Regions from separate parts of the Mus musculus genome. Here region 1 is linked to region 2. Evidence: chromatin contacts called from public HiChIP or PLAC-seq data. All regions are on one chromosome and are shown on one strand. The core of a region is the stretch at or near the end of the contact, and the rest is flanking DNA. Distances in the headings are between cores, read along the strand shown.

Region 1 (2,700 bases), core at 169-2,668, 130 kb after region 2:
ACAGAGTTCTCATCTCACTTCAGGCCTGTGGCTGCTCTAGGCTGGATCTTTTCGTCCTGGCCTTGCTCTGTGCCTAGAGAAGAGAGCAGTGAGAGATGGGCTAGGCTGATGCTGGCCGGGGTTGGAGGGAGGAGGGAAGATTAATTGGTTCTCATTAGCCTAGGAGTCAATTTGCAGACATTCGGTAAGAGCCCCTGTAAAGAAAGCTGTTGACAAATTGGAGTAGATTCAAACCAAACAGCGAGGCCCTTGAGGGACTGAGGAAGGACTGGAGAGCCCCGAGCAACAAGCAAGGTTGATTGGCTCTCACATAGGCCTCCATTGTGGGCATGGGCCAGCCATATACCCTGCTGATTGGACAACCATGGTCTGATCTCACAGGTGAACACAGTGGGCCTCCTCCAGTGTCAGTGAACTCGACCAAGTTCACAGGGCAGCCAGGACCCAGAGCTCACATGCCTCGTCCCCATAGTGATATCTGGGCCTTCCAGTTCAGGGCTGCCTCTGTCAGGATGCAGCTCTCTCTTTCTCTCTCTCTCTCTCTCTCTCTCTCTCTCTCTCTCTCTCTCTCTCTCTCTCTCTCTCTCTCTCTCTCTCCCTTCTGGTTTCCAGTCTCTTCATCTATCAGCTAGGCACTCTCAGGCCGAAAGGGCTTCTGGGTAGTAGCAGACAGTCCCAGCTATTTCTGGATTCAGCTGCTGCATCTCTGGATCCTGGGCGAGCCTCTTGTCTCTGCATACCTATTGCAGTGTGCTTAGCTAGTTAACACATGGTGGCAAAAATAGAGGAAAGCAGCCGAGGGGTTCCAACCCACAAACCCCTCTGAGCACACTGCTCTGTCCAAAGGCTACAGAACTAGTGAGGCTTATCTGAACCCTGAGCTGGGTTTTGAGGAGTAGATAGGAGTTTCCTTGATGCTAGCACTGGGTGGACGGAACAGCACGGGTCCAGGCACAGGGAAGCAGGTGTAGTAAGTGATGGGGTACTGCGATGTGGAGTGACTTGGTGTGTGAGGGAGGTTAGGTTCAGCATGGCCTCTCTCTCCCGCTGCTCAGAGTAGCAGGTGAGTGCCCGGGCATCCTGGTGGCCTGTGAATTCCCCAGGGCTTCCGGCCAGCCCCACCCTGCAGAGCTGTCTGGCACCCGGTGTGAAAATGAAGATTGATCATGGCGGCAAGGCAGCCTGGCCGCAGAGCCAGCCGGGAGTTGCAGCAACCCCGGGCTTCATTATTATTTTAAGTGTTACTCAGCTTCTTTATTGAATTCTCCAAGTCAGGAAAAATTCTGGCGAGATAAGAAGTTGACATTTTCAGACGCAGCAACGAGAGAACTGTGCAGGCGGCGAGGACAGCGCGCGCAGAGCCTGCTTGGCATGAGAATGTCCCAGCCCACTGCCACCACCCACGGCCACACAGGCACATGCACAGGCGTGCTGACTCAGGACAAGGGAGCCCAGCCAACCGGGGGTGGGGGCAGAGGGGAGGGAGAGAGGGGGAAGGCTGCTTCCGAGAAAACCACTGGAGACCTCTCTCTTCTCTCTACCTCCCCCTACCCTGCCTGTCTCCCTACCTTCCTTTATTGAGTACCTACTATGTGCCAGGCTGGGGTGCACACTAGCTCAGCATAGGGCTCTTTTTTTGCCTTAGAGTAAGGCTGAGGATCACAAGCTGTCACTGTGGAGCAGTGTGCACGTGAACAAGGCCAAGTAGAACTCAGGGGAGGAGATAACCTAGGGTCCTTCCAGGCCTGATTCCTGGGTGTGTCTGAGGCTACTGGCCTGAAGTGAAGTAGGTATTGACTTTGGGTTCAGTATCTGTTTGCTAAGCACATGATCACAGTACACCTGCTAAAGAAATGGACAGCTCTTTCTGGGAAGCTACATAGGAATTTCTGTATGGATCTTAAGGGAATTATGATTATAGGGTTTTCTCAAGGGAACATATTTTGTTGGTCTTCTGTGAAGGTCATGGCTGGGGATACAGACCTGATGGGGAGGCCCAGCCAATATGGCCAAAGGACAGAGGAAGAGACAGAGGTAAGATATGGAGGCCAAGGTTCCAGAGCCATCTCTTCAGATCCTTGGCTGGCTGGCCTCAGGCCTGGAACAAAATGGGTCTGAATTTGAGTATTCCGTGAAAGAATGACATGATCTCAGACACACACAACATTGTCCCAGCCCTGTGGTGGGAAGGTCCTGAGACCATCTCACCTGCACATGAACTCTAGGAAATTACTGTCCCAGAACAGGCTGAGTCTAGGTCATTGTCTTAGGGTCACCACCTGCCTCTGTGGCCTCCTCTTTCACATAGGTACACTTAGGGGTACAGAGAGACACACAGATGCATCCACACAGACATACTCATGAGCAAGCCTGCAGCTGCTAGTCCCTCTTCATCCTTCCAGCTTACACAGGACAGAGCTTTCTGCACCCCAGGGCTTTACCTCTTCTCTGTAAACCCATGGGCAACGGTTATGTCGGGAATGTTCCCCAAAGGCCCATATACTAACTTAATCATAGCCAGGGACATTGGAGGGTGGAGTCTTTAAGAGGTGGGGCCTGGTGGTAGGAAGTTAAGTCATTGGTGCCCCCTTGAAGAAAAGTATGGGGAACCTACCCCCTCTCTCAGCTTCCTTGCTCTGAGGGGTGAACAGGCCTTCTCTGCCACCATGATATACTCTGCTGCCATAGACCCAAAGCAAC
Region 2 (2,700 bases), core at 140-2,639:
AAAGCTTAGCTTCAAAATCCAGTTCCAGCCTAAGGGACCAGCCATTCAGGGTCCAGCATAGGAATCTGGGCACACACTTTAGTTTGTACTTTCCTTCTCTAGGTATGGGAACCTCCTTGCTTAACCTCCCCCTAGGGAGTGGTCAGGGGAGAGGCATTCTCTGCCTGACCATCACTGTCCACTGGGCAGTGTCCTTTAACCTTCTGTATGATTGCAGACTCAAACAGAAACAAGCCCTACCCCTCCTAGGCACCCAGGCTCATCACCCATTCCTGCAACATCAGCACCAAAGCCCCAGTCCAGCGCTCACACCAGCATGGTGCTGTAGACGCAGGGCATGTAGGGATCACTTGGTCTCTTCTTCATTTGTGAGCGCGGCATAAGGAGCACAGAGAAGCATCCTTGACTCCAAACCCTGTAGGGCAGGGGGTCTATGCTGTTATTTGCTCCATTATATCCAGTCTCGCCCCTGTGGCACCTTCCCGTGTTGGGTGCATTAAGAAGCAAATGTCACCCCTCATGGTTGGTTCTCCCTTGTGGCTCCTCCATCACAGGGCTGCCCTGCACCGCAGCCCTCTGAGCAACCTGGGGTAACTGCTGCAGATGGAATAAGTGTAGGCAGACTTGTTGAAGAGCTGCCCGTGCAAAGGCCCCGTGGCCCCTCACACTAGACTGCCTTTATCCTTCCTTTGTTATTAGTCAGCGCCGTGCTGGCAAGGGATGCCATTTGGAAGTAGATGTCCCCCAGTGTCCTTTAGGAAGTCACCACATTTGGAAGGAACCAGAGTTTGTCCCCGGACATGGACACTTTTCTGTGCTGGAGGCCAAGCTGCCGAAAACATACATTTCTAATTAAAATAGGAATTAATCCTCTCCCCAACTACCTGCTATCTGCAGTTGGGTGAGCACAAGCCTTATTCTTCTAATTAATGTTATCACTGGTCGCATTATTTACATAAGCAGATAGGATTTACGCAGGCGTGTGGGAGCTGATGGGAAACTTAATTTTTTTTGAAGTTTAAAAAAAACCAACAACAATTAATTACCTTGACCATTCCTCTTTCAGTCTAATCACAGATGTACAGACCCTTTATCCACCCCCTGCCCCAGCCCACAGTGACGCCTTCTTCAGTACACTGGACACTTGTTTTAAATGAGGGCCACAGAGCACACCGAGGGGGAGTGACAGCCAGGGCCTGGAAGGCCCAACACACGTGATCTACTTTTGCCCGGTGTTGGGGTTTTTTTGGTTGCCCAGTTAAATAGGTTCTAAGCACCACATTAAGATCTCAAAAAGCTCCTGTCAGATTAATAAATCATCCTAAGTGCTCTGGCATTCAGCAGTGTGTCCGGAGGTCTGAGGCTCGGTGGGAGGTGAGGTGTCGTGCCTTCAGGGGCTGCCTTGAGTGGTCTTTGCCAAGGGGTTCCTGGCCTGACTAAAGGCTGTGCACGCTAGAGATCTTTTCCTAGCTTTGTGTCTGGGTCCTGGGGGTCCCTGTTCTGTGATGCCGCCTCTTCTTGGGGCGTGGCTGTGATTTTTATTTTCTTCCCCTGCCGGACTGTATATTCCTTTGAGAGTCTCAGTGACAGAGTGCCCAGTCTGCTCCCCACGTAGCATACCGAAGTGCCTGGTGGCTGCTGGCCAGGCATGTGAGTGTACAACCTGATCTCCTTTGTCCTGTGGTAAACAGAAGAATGCCCCGGGGTTGGCTGAACACTGAACACAGCGCTCCAGCTTCAGTTCCCAACCCCTGTGGTAACTTACTTACTTACATCTGGTGCTCAGAGCTTGGTGGGTCTGCTGGCTAGCTGTGGCCTCTTTAACCCGATTCCCTTCATCTTCCGCCAGAGGAGACATCCCATCCCACCTGCCAGCCTGAAACGACCGCACCACACCACCTTTGGGTTACACAGTTCTGGGGCCTGGGTAGTAGGCTAGAAGCCATGTGGAGAAGGGACAAGGACAGAGAGTGGAGTTCTGAGGCGCTGCCCCCACCCTGCCGCCCCCATACAGGGAACAGATGCGCCATCTCAAAGAGTTTCCTCCTCCAAAGAGACTCCAGTGTGCTGTTCCCCTTCTTGAATGAAGGAAAGAATGAGGCTGAGTGGAGAGTAATTAACGAAATGGAGGCGGAAATATGCCATGAAAGGGAGCAAAATGAGGATCAGGGAGGAAGCGCCCGTCTCCTGGCCCCAGCCTGTGCTAGAGCTTTTCCTGCCCAGCCCAGGGCAGCGTCTTCGGCACCCAGTGTTAGCCCCGGATGGCTGGGTCTGAGGAGCGTAGCAATCAGACCTGCTCAGGTGTACCCACATCCCTTGGTTCTTCTGTCCCAGGTTTCCAGTGAAAACCCTAGCCTCATAGCACAGCGCACTGTGTGGAAATCCCTCAAAGCCTCGTGCTGTGGGATGGGGAGCGGGCAGCTTGATTCCTCTGTGGGTGGAAGGAAGCGAGCGAGGCATTGGGCACGGGCTTTCCTCCTCCCAGGCCTCTTTTCTAGGTGAAAGCACTGCTGTGCTATTTGTGTTTCCAGGAGGAGACGGCACATAAGCTCTGTCCTTTGGTTCTGCCCTGACCAAAAGCTGCTGCTCACCCCCACCCCCCCCGAAATGGGAGGACAAGGGTCAACACCACATTATGTAGAATCAACCTGTCTCCGTTCTTGTCAGCGTGACACAAATCCAGACACATCTGGGAAGAGG

What was found. HiChIP or PLAC-seq counts read pairs in DNA pulled down with a chosen protein or histone mark.
Region 1: an H3K27ac HiChIP or PLAC-seq map of SST interneurons shows a contact between it and region 2, with 5 times the contacts expected there. The contact joins two enhancer-like sites. A contact is called at or near these places in 17 of 484 Hi-C or Micro-C datasets (brain, cerebral cortex, cortical neurons and 9 more), 8 of 115 datasets of contacts at active chromatin or transcription factors (PVALB interneurons, SST interneurons, embryonic basal ganglia and 5 more) and 1 of 9 other capture datasets (embryonic stem cells).

The regions. Positions count from the first base shown.
Region 1 is chr15:73,981,158-73,983,857 of GRCm38.p6, forward strand. No RefSeq gene overlaps it. Among named protein-coding and RNA genes, the nearest start is that of Gm32355, 7.5 kb to the right of the region's middle. Within about 2 kb of position 1,419, at least 35 of the 459 cell types and tissues checked have an H3K27ac peak or open chromatin away from gene starts, as enhancers often do. A contact at or near this core is called in SST interneurons, cerebral cortex, cortical neurons and 1 more, where this site is marked.
Region 2 is chr15:73,855,637-73,858,336 of GRCm38.p6, forward strand. No RefSeq gene overlaps it. Among named protein-coding and RNA genes, the nearest start is that of Mroh5, 17 kb to the left of the region's middle. Within about 2 kb of position 1,390, at least 12 of the 459 cell types and tissues checked have an H3K27ac peak or open chromatin away from gene starts, as enhancers often do. A contact at or near this core is called in SST interneurons, cerebral cortex, cortical neurons and 1 more, where this site is marked.